Regions from separate parts of the Triticum aestivum genome. Here region 1 is linked to region 2. Evidence: chromatin contacts called from public Hi-C data. All regions are on one chromosome and are shown on one strand. Each heading gives the region's core, a stretch centred on a gene start, on an enhancer-like site or on the middle of the called end of the contact. The rest is flanking DNA. Distances are from core to core; before and after follow the strand shown. Region 1 has its middle 12 kb from the start of LOC123180705. Region 2 holds the start of LOC123166654.

Region 1 (5,098 bases), core at 1,411-3,910, 370 kb after region 2:
AAGACATGATAAATGATGGTCAAGAATCTTTGCAATTTATCATGGGGGATACCAACTCCCCGGTGTTTCAAGTTGGGCAAACATCACACGCTAAAATAAGAAAGTTGGTGTGAAATTAGTGAAGCCAAGAGGTCCAACATTCACACAATTTTAAAATGTTTTGTTGTGCGAAAGTTGGTGTAACACTAGCATGGATCCGATTTGTGGAACCGAGCAAAAAGGCGAGAAATATTGGGGAGAAGATTCACAAACTTTACCATGAGCAAAAACACTATTTGGAGCCACACTCAATCTCTACCAACCGTGTCTTGTGCTCTCTCCAACATAGATGGTCACTCATCCAAGAGGTCGTGAGCAAATTTGTTAGTTATATCAAACAAGTTGTTCGCCGGAACCATAGCGGCATCGGAGTTCAACCAATGCAACTTTGGCGACGGCTTTGTGCCATCAAGTGGAGAAGAAATCATTCATTGTTTCCCATTGTTGGATGAAATTCAATGGGAAACCCAAGTGGGAAACCGTCATCGAGGGGATTGAAAATGGCACGAAGAAGATGAAGAAAAACGATGGGTCTAGCTCCGCTCAATCAATTGGATTGGATGAGGAAGACGAGGGAAATGGTGGGGCGAACATGCAACCAACCGTGCCGAAGAGAAACCGGCGGGTGATAGGGAACAAGTGGGAGAAGGAGAGGGTGGCACGTGAAGGAGCGGCAAACAAAATATCTGCCATTTGGACGGGCATTTTTTTCGCCAAGGAGGTGAAGGAGTAAAGGTACAAGATATTCATCGATGTACAAAGGGAGAAAATGGAGTTAGACTGGGATAGGTTGACCTTAGAGAAGGACAAAAAATAAAATTGGAGAGGCAAGAGAAGGTTGCCAAATGGGAGTTTGAACAAACAATGACAATGCAAGGACTTGAGTTCAAGAGAGAGAAGTTGAGGCTTGCGAGAGAGGCGGAGGAGTCGAGGATCATGTTGCAGGACATCAACCTTTTGGATGATGAAAGGAAAAACGGTTGGTCCGCATGAAGAGGATCAATGTCGCGACAATTGAAGTCATTGATTCATTAGTGTATTGCCTATCTATGTATGAGTTGTTGAACTTTATTTTGGCGTGTAATGAATTACCGTTTACATCATATTGTTGAATTTGTGATGAATTTGCGTTATATGATGAACATGCATGGATTTGGCTATTGGGATATGAGGAGTGTGGTTGTGAAGGAGGACAAATGAAGACCCGCCCAGCGCTGCCCGCGGGTGCACCCACGGGGACGTACGGGCTCGGATATGCCAACTCCGGTTGTAGATGCTCTAAGAATTCTAATCCCTTCAAAATCATAAGAAAATTATTTGAATCAAAGAAACCCTGAAAGATAAATCGGGGGTTATGTTTGCCAAAAATAAAAGAGAAAAGCATCACAAGGCTGCAGTGGACGCCGGACGTATCTAAGAAAAGACCGACGGAATAGTGCAGGGTAGTATTTATGACTAGAACACGGCCTGCCGGAAACCTTGGCGCTGGCCGGTGGCCAGTGCTGTGCTGGGGTCAAGAACAGGCTATCACTCGGTGTACTTCACAGAAGAAGCTCACCAAACATGTCCAGTGGTGCATGAAATTTCGAAGGTGTGAAGATTTACGGAAATGCAAGGCAGAAAAATAAAATATGTGAGTTAATGCATCCAAGATAAATAAAAGAGGTTGCCGCCTCTGGGTTAACTCCTTGATATACGACAAATGAGACCGGCTATATCTCACCTACCTAGAAAGAAAATTTGCGACAATGGATTTGCCGCCGCCGCCCTTTGTGGGGCCGAACTAGTGCACGACAAACCACGGCATTGGCCCAAAAAATTGCGTTAGTCGATTTGCCGCCTTCGTCTTGTTCCTTGTACTCCTGTTGGCCTCCGCCTCTCTCCCCTGCTTCAACGCCAGCGACCATTCCATGACCGCACACACCTGCCAACGCTCGATTTCTCTTAGCCATGTCATTCCCGTCTCCGGATTGTTCTCGACCCCGGTCCAACCGGAGACGACATCTCCGCCCAGGTGCTATGTGCCTGACCTTCTCTTTCGGGGAAACCATCATGCTGATTCGGTTTTCAAGCAGCTGACGCCGGTTCCATTTTCAATCGATCAAACATTAGCAAACGCGCTGAAAAATGGGGCCAAACCAAGTGGGTAAGCCGGGCCATTGTTGGGGTGCATGCGTAAAGCAGATGCATGGTGGTAGTTATTCAGGTCAGTGTGTTAGGCGTCCAACTTTCGTATGCCACTCGCGCCAACCGACTACTCCCTCCGTTCCTAATTATTTGTCTTCCTTGATATTTCAACAAGTGACTACATACGGAGCAAAATGAGTAAATCTATACTCTAAAATATGTCTATATGTATCCGTATATGGTAGTCCATTTAAAATCTCTAAAAAAGACAAATACGTAGGAACGGAGGAAGTAGATTTTTATACAGATGTCAAATCAAAAAAAAAAGACAAGAAGTTTATGCATGTGCTTCCATTCCCAGCATTGTGGTCATAGCTTTGTGTGGCTCCAAGCAAGTGGCCCAACAAACTGAAGCCCCCACCACAAATGCGTACAGCAGTGGGCACTTGAGCAACCCCCAGCCCCAGGACACCGAGATGGACAGGACTGTTTACATAGGTTTGGCATCATCACCGGATCGACCTGTATGGGCCACTGATCCGCTGCATGTTGTGCTGACTGTGCTCAATATGCCCACGTTTACTTTTACCTTTCGTTATAGCAATGGCTGATGAGGTCGGGCCCAGATAGATCTTTACGCGTCTATGGAAGATATCTAACTTTTGAATCGTTTGGGGTAAAAAACGTTGTTCCAACAGACGGTTCATATGAAAAAAGATTGAACCGCGGCCTCCTCATGATGTAAAATGCAACACCTCACGATGCAAATATACATCACGAGATGCATCTGGTCCAAAACTAGCCGCCGCCCGCGAACGCCCAACCGCCACTTCATTTTCGTTCCCGCCCGCCCGTGCCTGTCTGCCCGCCCGCGACCCTCCCGGCCGCCGCCGCCCCCCGCCGTCCGGCGCCGCCATGGCCGATGCCGACGACCCCGCCGCCTTCTCCGCCGCCGCCGCAGCCGGTGGGCTGACCCACGTGGCCGTCGCCGCTGCCATCCCGCCCGCATCCGCGGCCATGCCGCTGCCCCCCGCCCGCCGGCCCGGATTGGCGCCGCCCCGGCCGGTGGCCACCGCGCAGGTGGCGAAGCCGGCGAAGGGACGAGGAGGCAGCGTCAAACGGCCGGCCAACCGCAGCCGCAACCCGGCCGACAGTTCTACGCGGCCGATGAAGGTCTCAAAGGCGGCCGCGGCGGCTCGGGGCGACGAGTCGCAGACGGTGCGGCCGGCGGCCTCCTCCAGCAGCCACACATCCATTCCTCCACCTCCCCCGCCGCCACCGCCGGCCGTGGAGGAAGATGTGGCCACGCCGACGGCCACCGCCTCCAACATGTTCGACGAAATGTCGGAAAGGTATAAATTTTGCGGTTGTGCTCTCGTTTGTTGTTTCAATTTTTTTGTGTCCTTGATTGTTTGTGCATGCAATTGTAGTGTTGATGATGAAGCTTTCATGCACGCAACAAATGTGGCAAATGATGATTACATATATGAGTCACAAGAATATGAAACTCAATATGATGATGACAATCTTGATGTGGATGATGAGGGCTTCATTGTCAAGGGAAGAAGTGGCAATTATAGCACCGCGGAGGATGTGTTGATATGCACCGCTTGGAAGAAAATCTCTCAAGATGCAAGCGTTGGAAGCGACCAAACGGTGAGCACCTATTGGAAACGCATCAAGGAGTATTTCGATGAGCGCAACACAAGTGGTATCTTCCGTACGAGCGACTCTCTACGCCAACGTTGGTCCACCATCAACGCCGAATGCTCAAAGTGGGCCGGTTGCTTGTCAAATGTTGCTCGCATGAACCCAAGTGGTTGCGGTGATAGTGATTTGGTAAATATTTCCTCTTCGTCCATGCTTTGTCAAATATTTCCTCTTTGTTCACTATCTTGATGATGATATGTTCTTTTGTAGAAAATGATTGCACAAGGATTGTTTCGGGAGAGGAACATGAAAGGCGAGAAGAAGAAAAGGAAAGGAAAAGTTTTCACTTTTCATCATTGCTACAAAGAGCTCAAGGATGTGGAGAAGTGGAAAACTAGAGAGACTTTTGAATCGTCGAAGAAGAAGAGTGTGTTGGTTGAGGATGAAGAAGATGTCGCCATTGAGGAGACGAGCCCCACTCCTCACTCCGCGACAAAATCTTATAGGCCCGATGGAAACAAGAAAGCGAAGGGAACAAGGCCGGAGACAATGATCTCAAGGAAGGATTTGATGCCATTGTCATGGCAAGGAAAGAGTACGCCGAAGAGAAAAGAATGTTGAAGCTCAAGGAAATAGAGGAGAGGAGTGAGGCCAAGCGGCGAAGGGCGGTGGCCGAGGAGAAGAGGGCGGCAGCCGAGGAGAGGTTGGTCGCGGCCGAGGAGAGGAAGATGGACCTAGAGGAAAAGAAGGCCGCGGCTGACGAGAGGAAGATGGTAGAAGAGAGAACACTCAAGTTTATGTTTATGGACACATCAACTCTTGATGCCAAGGCAAAGGCATATGTTGAACTTTGTCGCGATGAAATGCTCATGAAGAAGCAAATGCTCATGAGGCAAATGATGATGGGAGGAGGCATGGGAGGAGGCATGGGAGATGCCATGGGTGGTGCCATGGGAGGTGCCAAGGGAGGTGCCATGGGTGGTTACATGAACATGATTGGAGGTGCCATGAGTGGTGCATTTGGCGGAAACAGGGGAGGTGGCTTCGGTGGCAACATGGAAGGTGGCTTTGGCAGCATGGGAGGTGGCTTTGGCGGCATGGGAGGTGCTTTTGGCGGCAACATGATGGGTGGCTTGGGAGGTGGCTATGGCGGCAACATGAGTGGCGTTGGAGGTGGATATGGCGGCAACATGGGACGCAATGAAGATGGTTCCGGTGGTGCTCACGGCAACGAGAGTTCACCGCTTGTTGAGAACGTCGACAAAGACGGTGATGGAGATGA
Region 2 (5,360 bases), core at 1,135-3,634:
CTTCCACAAACTGAATGAAGAATAAGAGGGCGAAAACATGGTAAGTGGTCACAAGCAATGAAGTTATCCTAATGGTTACTATCTTTCTCCATGAAAGAAGTGGTGTGGAGTTTGAATCATCCCGTTGCACTTTTTTGGAATTTAACAGAAGGTAAAAATGGTGCGGCCCATGAAGAAGGGAGGGGGTGTAGGCCCATTTGCGTCGATGCATGTAACGGGCGCCGTTTAGGGAATGCCAGGCTCCACACGCCTGACTGAGACGCGGTAGTTAATGGTAATATTGGGAACCACTAGGGATCAGAGACTAGTCCACGGCCGTACGATTGGGGTGGATCTGAGTGTCTGATCTAATAGGATAGCTAGACGTGGGCCTTTGGTAGTTAAGTGGGCTTTGGTAGTTTCCATCCATCAGCGCTAGCTTTTTAACTGCTAAAAGAAAACTGCTCCATGAATCACGCACAACCTGTACTTTCCATGACCTGCTTCCATATCTAAACAATTATCGTCTGGTAATGCTTCCCATTGATTTCCCTCAACAAACCATCAATATTTCTGCTTCAAGCATTGCAAACCATGCTTCATAGCTGTATGTTTATTTCTGTTATACGGAAGTCATGCTTCCAACACTACAGTCGTTCTTCATAATCTGTAGTACATCGCAGCACTATCAAGTGGCGTGCTTTCTTCATTTTTTAGATAAAATGCTTCCAATTCTTTGATTCACTAGCTATCCAGTTGCTTCGTACAAAATTTAATAAATCTACATAACTTATTAGTGTATTGTTTCGGCACCAACAAAATTAATGGATCATACATCCATGATTTATATTAGACGTGGTTCCATTTTTGTGTTTTAGAGAGGTTATATATCACAAGTGATTCAAATTCTCATCCAGTAGCAATATTTAAATGTTCATCACATATGCTTCCATGCTTTGAATTATTGTTTCAACCATTGTCATTGTATGCTTCCTTTTCTATTTTCCTATATGCTTAATATGTTGTAATCAAAGTTACTTGCTTCCATAGAAATTTTACAGAGATTCATAGAATATTATTCAGTGCTTCGTCAACATAAAAAGAAGAGCAAAAAATGCACCCTTTAGTTTCATTGCCTGCTTCAATAGTAGCACCGACACATAAGCACATATTCATGTTAGTTGCTTCCTGATTGTATCAATATTGTTTCAATTCTCGAGTAGAATTGTGGCATAGCTGCTGATGGGAGAGGGGATGTTGTTGCTGCCGGTAGACGTCCTCGCCAGTGCCGCCGCTACCCCTAGCAGCCACCTCGTTGTTGCCGTCTCCATCTACACACTGGCCCTGGATGGCCGCAGAGAAGCCCTTGGTGAAGCAAAGGTCACCAGTCCCCTGGTTCTTATGACATTGTGCAACAAACTTTGCTTCCTGCATAGGAGGAGTATGCATCAAACATTGCTTCCAAAGATGTTAGAATTTGCACCGAAAGAAAATAAGGAGCACATTGTAGTGATAGCTAAAATATCTTAGCATTACTATCGAAGCATTGTAGGAGTATGTACTAGCAAAGTACTAAAGAAGCATTATAGAGCAAACTTAGGAAGCACTTGATCATGTGATGGAAGCATTTTTTACATGGAGTAGAAACATATTCTGATGCTGATGAACTATTTCCCATTGCACGGAAATAATCACCACAAATAGAACGCGACAGAAAAACAGGAAGGGATGACGACACAAGTGAGGCAGTGAGATAGCGAGTGTACGTGATCGTCGACGGGGCGTGCTGAAACACGCTCTCGGTCGAGCATGGATATGTCGTTGGCGCCGAATAGGATCGTGGCGGTGGCCATGACGCAGTAGCTGGCGGCAACGAGGGAGGCAGAGTGTGTGTTGTAGCCGCGAGAGCATCAACGGACGAGGATGGCCGAACAGGAGTATTACTTGACTGGTATGTCCAACTTAAGCTCCGTTGCAAAAGAAAAACTATGGAAGAAAATTATCATGTGACACAACATAGTTGTACCGTATATTAGAAGCACCCTTACATGCACGAATTCATTACAACGTGAGACCAAGCACCGGCAGCAACAAAGAAAGATGAGAGTGCAGACGTCGGCAAAGTCGATTGTACGTATCTCCGCCATGTAGGACTGCGGCGGTGTGTGGGTAGGCAGGATGGGTCGGCGGCGAGGCCGCTCACGAACCCGGCGACCTCGGCAGTGGACGAGGCGCCAAGCAGGGCCATGCGCTCTTCCAGGGTTTTGCCGCGTGCTCCGGCGGCCACCAGGCCGAGCGTCGTGTAGATGGACAGCGGCGAGCTGGCCGGTGGGATGGCCATGATGCTCGAGGAGAAGCGGATCTGGGCGAGGAGGAGGAGATAGGGCCGATGTGGCTGCGACTGGAATCAGGAGAGGTTAGGGGCGATATTACGGGGAGGTTTACGTCCGTGGGCTGCGGGCAGTTAGTTCCTGCCGATTTTTTTTTCTTTTAACAAAAGAAGCACAATTTCCGAGGCGTTAGATTGCAGTTGAATCAAAGGTATTGGACTGTGCCCCAATAAAATAACACGGCCAGACATATCGCCCTCCTACGGCCAGTCGAAATGTGGGCGTGAGGCTAGCTGGGAAGTAACATGTATATTTTACTAGTCTATGTTACTACCATTCATAGTGGGTAGTAACATAAATTTAGTGTCATGCAAGCCTTCATTTATTAGGTTGTAGACACATTTTGCATTGAGGTGTGTTATGTTACAGTAACATATTATGTCACCACAAACACCTTTTTCTTTATTAACGCTTTGCCACATAAGCACATTTGTTTTGAGTTACGTTATGTTACTAGCTAAGTTACTCCATTATGGCTAGCCTGATACTTGCAATAGTAATAAAATAAATGAAACGGCGACACATGTGGAGAACCCTGCGCGCTGCGCTGTGCTGCCCACGTTTCGCCTCGGCCAGATCCATGCATGGTGAAACCTCGCGTAACATTCCACTGTGCAGAAATAGCGTGCAGGACCAACGACTGGTCCAACATGCAGCATGCAAGGCGCGCAGTTGTCCCGGCCGAGATCAGCCTGATCTCCACGCCAAGGCAGCGATTTTCGGTCCAGCACACCACACCACACCACACCACACCACCTGTGTAAAAGTGGCCATGGCGAACGTTATCAGTGCACGTGCCCCCACACCGTGATCGTCACCTGAGAATACGTGCCTACTGCCCAGCGTTGCACTGAAAAGACGATTGTCAACGGCGCACGTACGCACGCACCAAGTTGCGGGCGAATATCTCGCCGGAACCATGGAAGACCAACAAGCAACCACGAATTATTTTAGCGGGGCCGCCCACCATGCACAACGAGTCCACGGCGTCTGGCTTTCGTGAAGGTGAAGCGGAACTGCGGAAGCACTAGCAGCCTCGGCAACGGTGGTGACCAGGAAAAAGAAAGGAAAGGAATTATGCTGCTCTCTGGTCAGTGCATGGAGCAAGAGGGGACGCTACTGCAGCAGAGAAAATATCCGATTGCACACGGCAGCGGCCATGGCCAACCTCGGTGTTTTATGTCACGGATTACCGTTGCGTCCGGTGAAACAAGCTAATATAAAACGTAAAATAGTGGCCTTTTGTTAATCACGACCAGGAATGTGGTGGTCGTGTGCTTTTTCACTCAGATGAGAGCGACCTTAATTAGGCGGTCAATCGTGTGGAGCGCACTGTACCTGCAATGCCTAGGCGCGCGTCCGCTATGGACGATCAAGACATGCATGTGTGGTGTTTGTGACCAGCAGATTGTTCTGCTTACTCGAATAAGTGTACTTGATCTTACGAACGGAATCAGATACCAAAGCGAGGACACTCTAGCTAGCTAGCTAGCAGTTATACCAAATGCCTTCCAGCCGGCCTATACCTACCGCCTCTTTTGCGCAGCTGTGTCTGGTTCTACACCGCTCCCTTGCCACACCCATACCTACCGTCTTTTTGTGTACAAGTTGCTGTTTCTGTGCCCCTTAACTCACCGAGAGTGGGGGCGGTTTGCGCCCATAGTCATGGCAAGATGACTCGTGTTTATGCTAGAGTACTTACTCAGTTAATCAATAGCCTCCGTGCACCGGCGTCGGTGCGAGACACACATGGTCAGTTGGTCACACTAGCTCACACACCGACGGCCCTCGATCGAACGTACCACCAACACTTGCATTTGCACGAAATTGCGTTGTCGGTCGCCGCAAATTGCAACCAGATTCCGCGGTCGCTTCATCGTTTGATAACCTGATGATTGAGTTTTTACTACTCTGAGCGGATCTAGTTGACCTTCTGACTATGGAAAGGTTTGTTTGCTTTGTCCTCCGGTAAACTTGGCTTGGAGTAAACACTATGGCAGGTAGCGCAGCTGTTGGCCATCAGTGGGCAGTGGCTATAGCTGCACGGCACTGCAACGCGCGCGCAGCGCTGGAGGTAAACAGTCGTGGTGGGTTGCCTTTGGCGGACGGGCTCACATGGCCTGCGCCGCTGCGTGGCACCTAAAGGCGCGCGCAGTTTTTTCTGTTGGAAACTAAAAAAGACTTGTTTGCCAAAAAAGACTTGTTGGACGCTGGGACGAGCAAGTGGGACGGGCTTCTGGAAACTAAAGTTTCTCCCGCAAGCTTTCCTTTCCTCGCTCGCCACTCACCAGGGTAGTGTCACGTTTCACGCCTCCTAGTTGCACATGCTGCCCATCATCTAGCTAGCTACTCGGCTACATCGATCCGGCATAAATTGGTGCAATTCAGCACAATGCACGGATTCGCCCAAAAAGTCGATGCTAAGGTAGGACCAGCCTCCGGCCCTTTCCCAGTTGCACTGTTCAATTAAGCATCTACTCGGCCCAGAATACGATTAATCCGGCATGGGCTACGTGAGCTCCAAGTAGTTTACCGGAAAAATTCCGTTTTTTCACTGAACTACTCGAACTTTTTGTTCGAAAAAGCGGAAATAGCTCAGTTCGAGAGAGGGTTGAGCTTCATCGGTTAGTGTGCACCAAAGGGTTGCCTGGTTCGGTCTCTCCGAGTGGAATAAGTGGGTCCTTCTTCTTTTTCCTGACTGATGAAGGTCGAAACTGAAGATCGAATCAAGCGGAGTCTGGATTCCTATGTTCGTACCAACTCAAATGATTGATGAATTGGATCTTGAGTATGCTCACTTCGCTACTCAGCAAGGGTCTTGGAAACTGTCGTGACGCTTTGGTGACGAAGGTCACCGGGGTGACTATGGTTTGGCTATTCTAAGTGGTTCTTTTTTTCTGGGTAAAGAGGAACTTGTCATTTTGAATTCTTGGGTTTAGGAATTCTTCTATAATTTAAATGACTCAATAAAAGCTTTTTTTATTCTTTTAG

What was found. A called contact is a pair of places that touch in the nucleus more often than the background predicts.
Region 1: a Hi-C map of an unstated tissue shows a contact between it and region 2, with 9 times the contacts expected there. The contact joins the enhancer-like site here to the promoter of LOC123166654 in region 2. A contact is called at or near these places in 2 of 5 Hi-C or Micro-C datasets (leaf and an unstated tissue).

Annotation. Positions count from the first base shown.
Region 1 is chr1D:122,360,386-122,365,483 of IWGSC CS RefSeq v2.1, forward strand. No RefSeq gene overlaps it. Among protein-coding and RNA genes, the nearest start is that of LOC123180705, 12 kb to the right of the region's middle. Within about 2 kb of position 2,661, at least 1 of the 8 cell types and tissues checked has an H3K27ac peak or open chromatin away from gene starts, as enhancers often do.
Region 2 is chr1D:121,990,528-121,995,887 of IWGSC CS RefSeq v2.1, forward strand. LOC123166654 reads right to left here and starts at 2,385. Exons shown (of 2, transcript XM_044584466.1): 1 at 1,746-2,385; 2 at 1,027-1,407. The coding sequence starts at 1,832. The coding sequence ends at 1,177.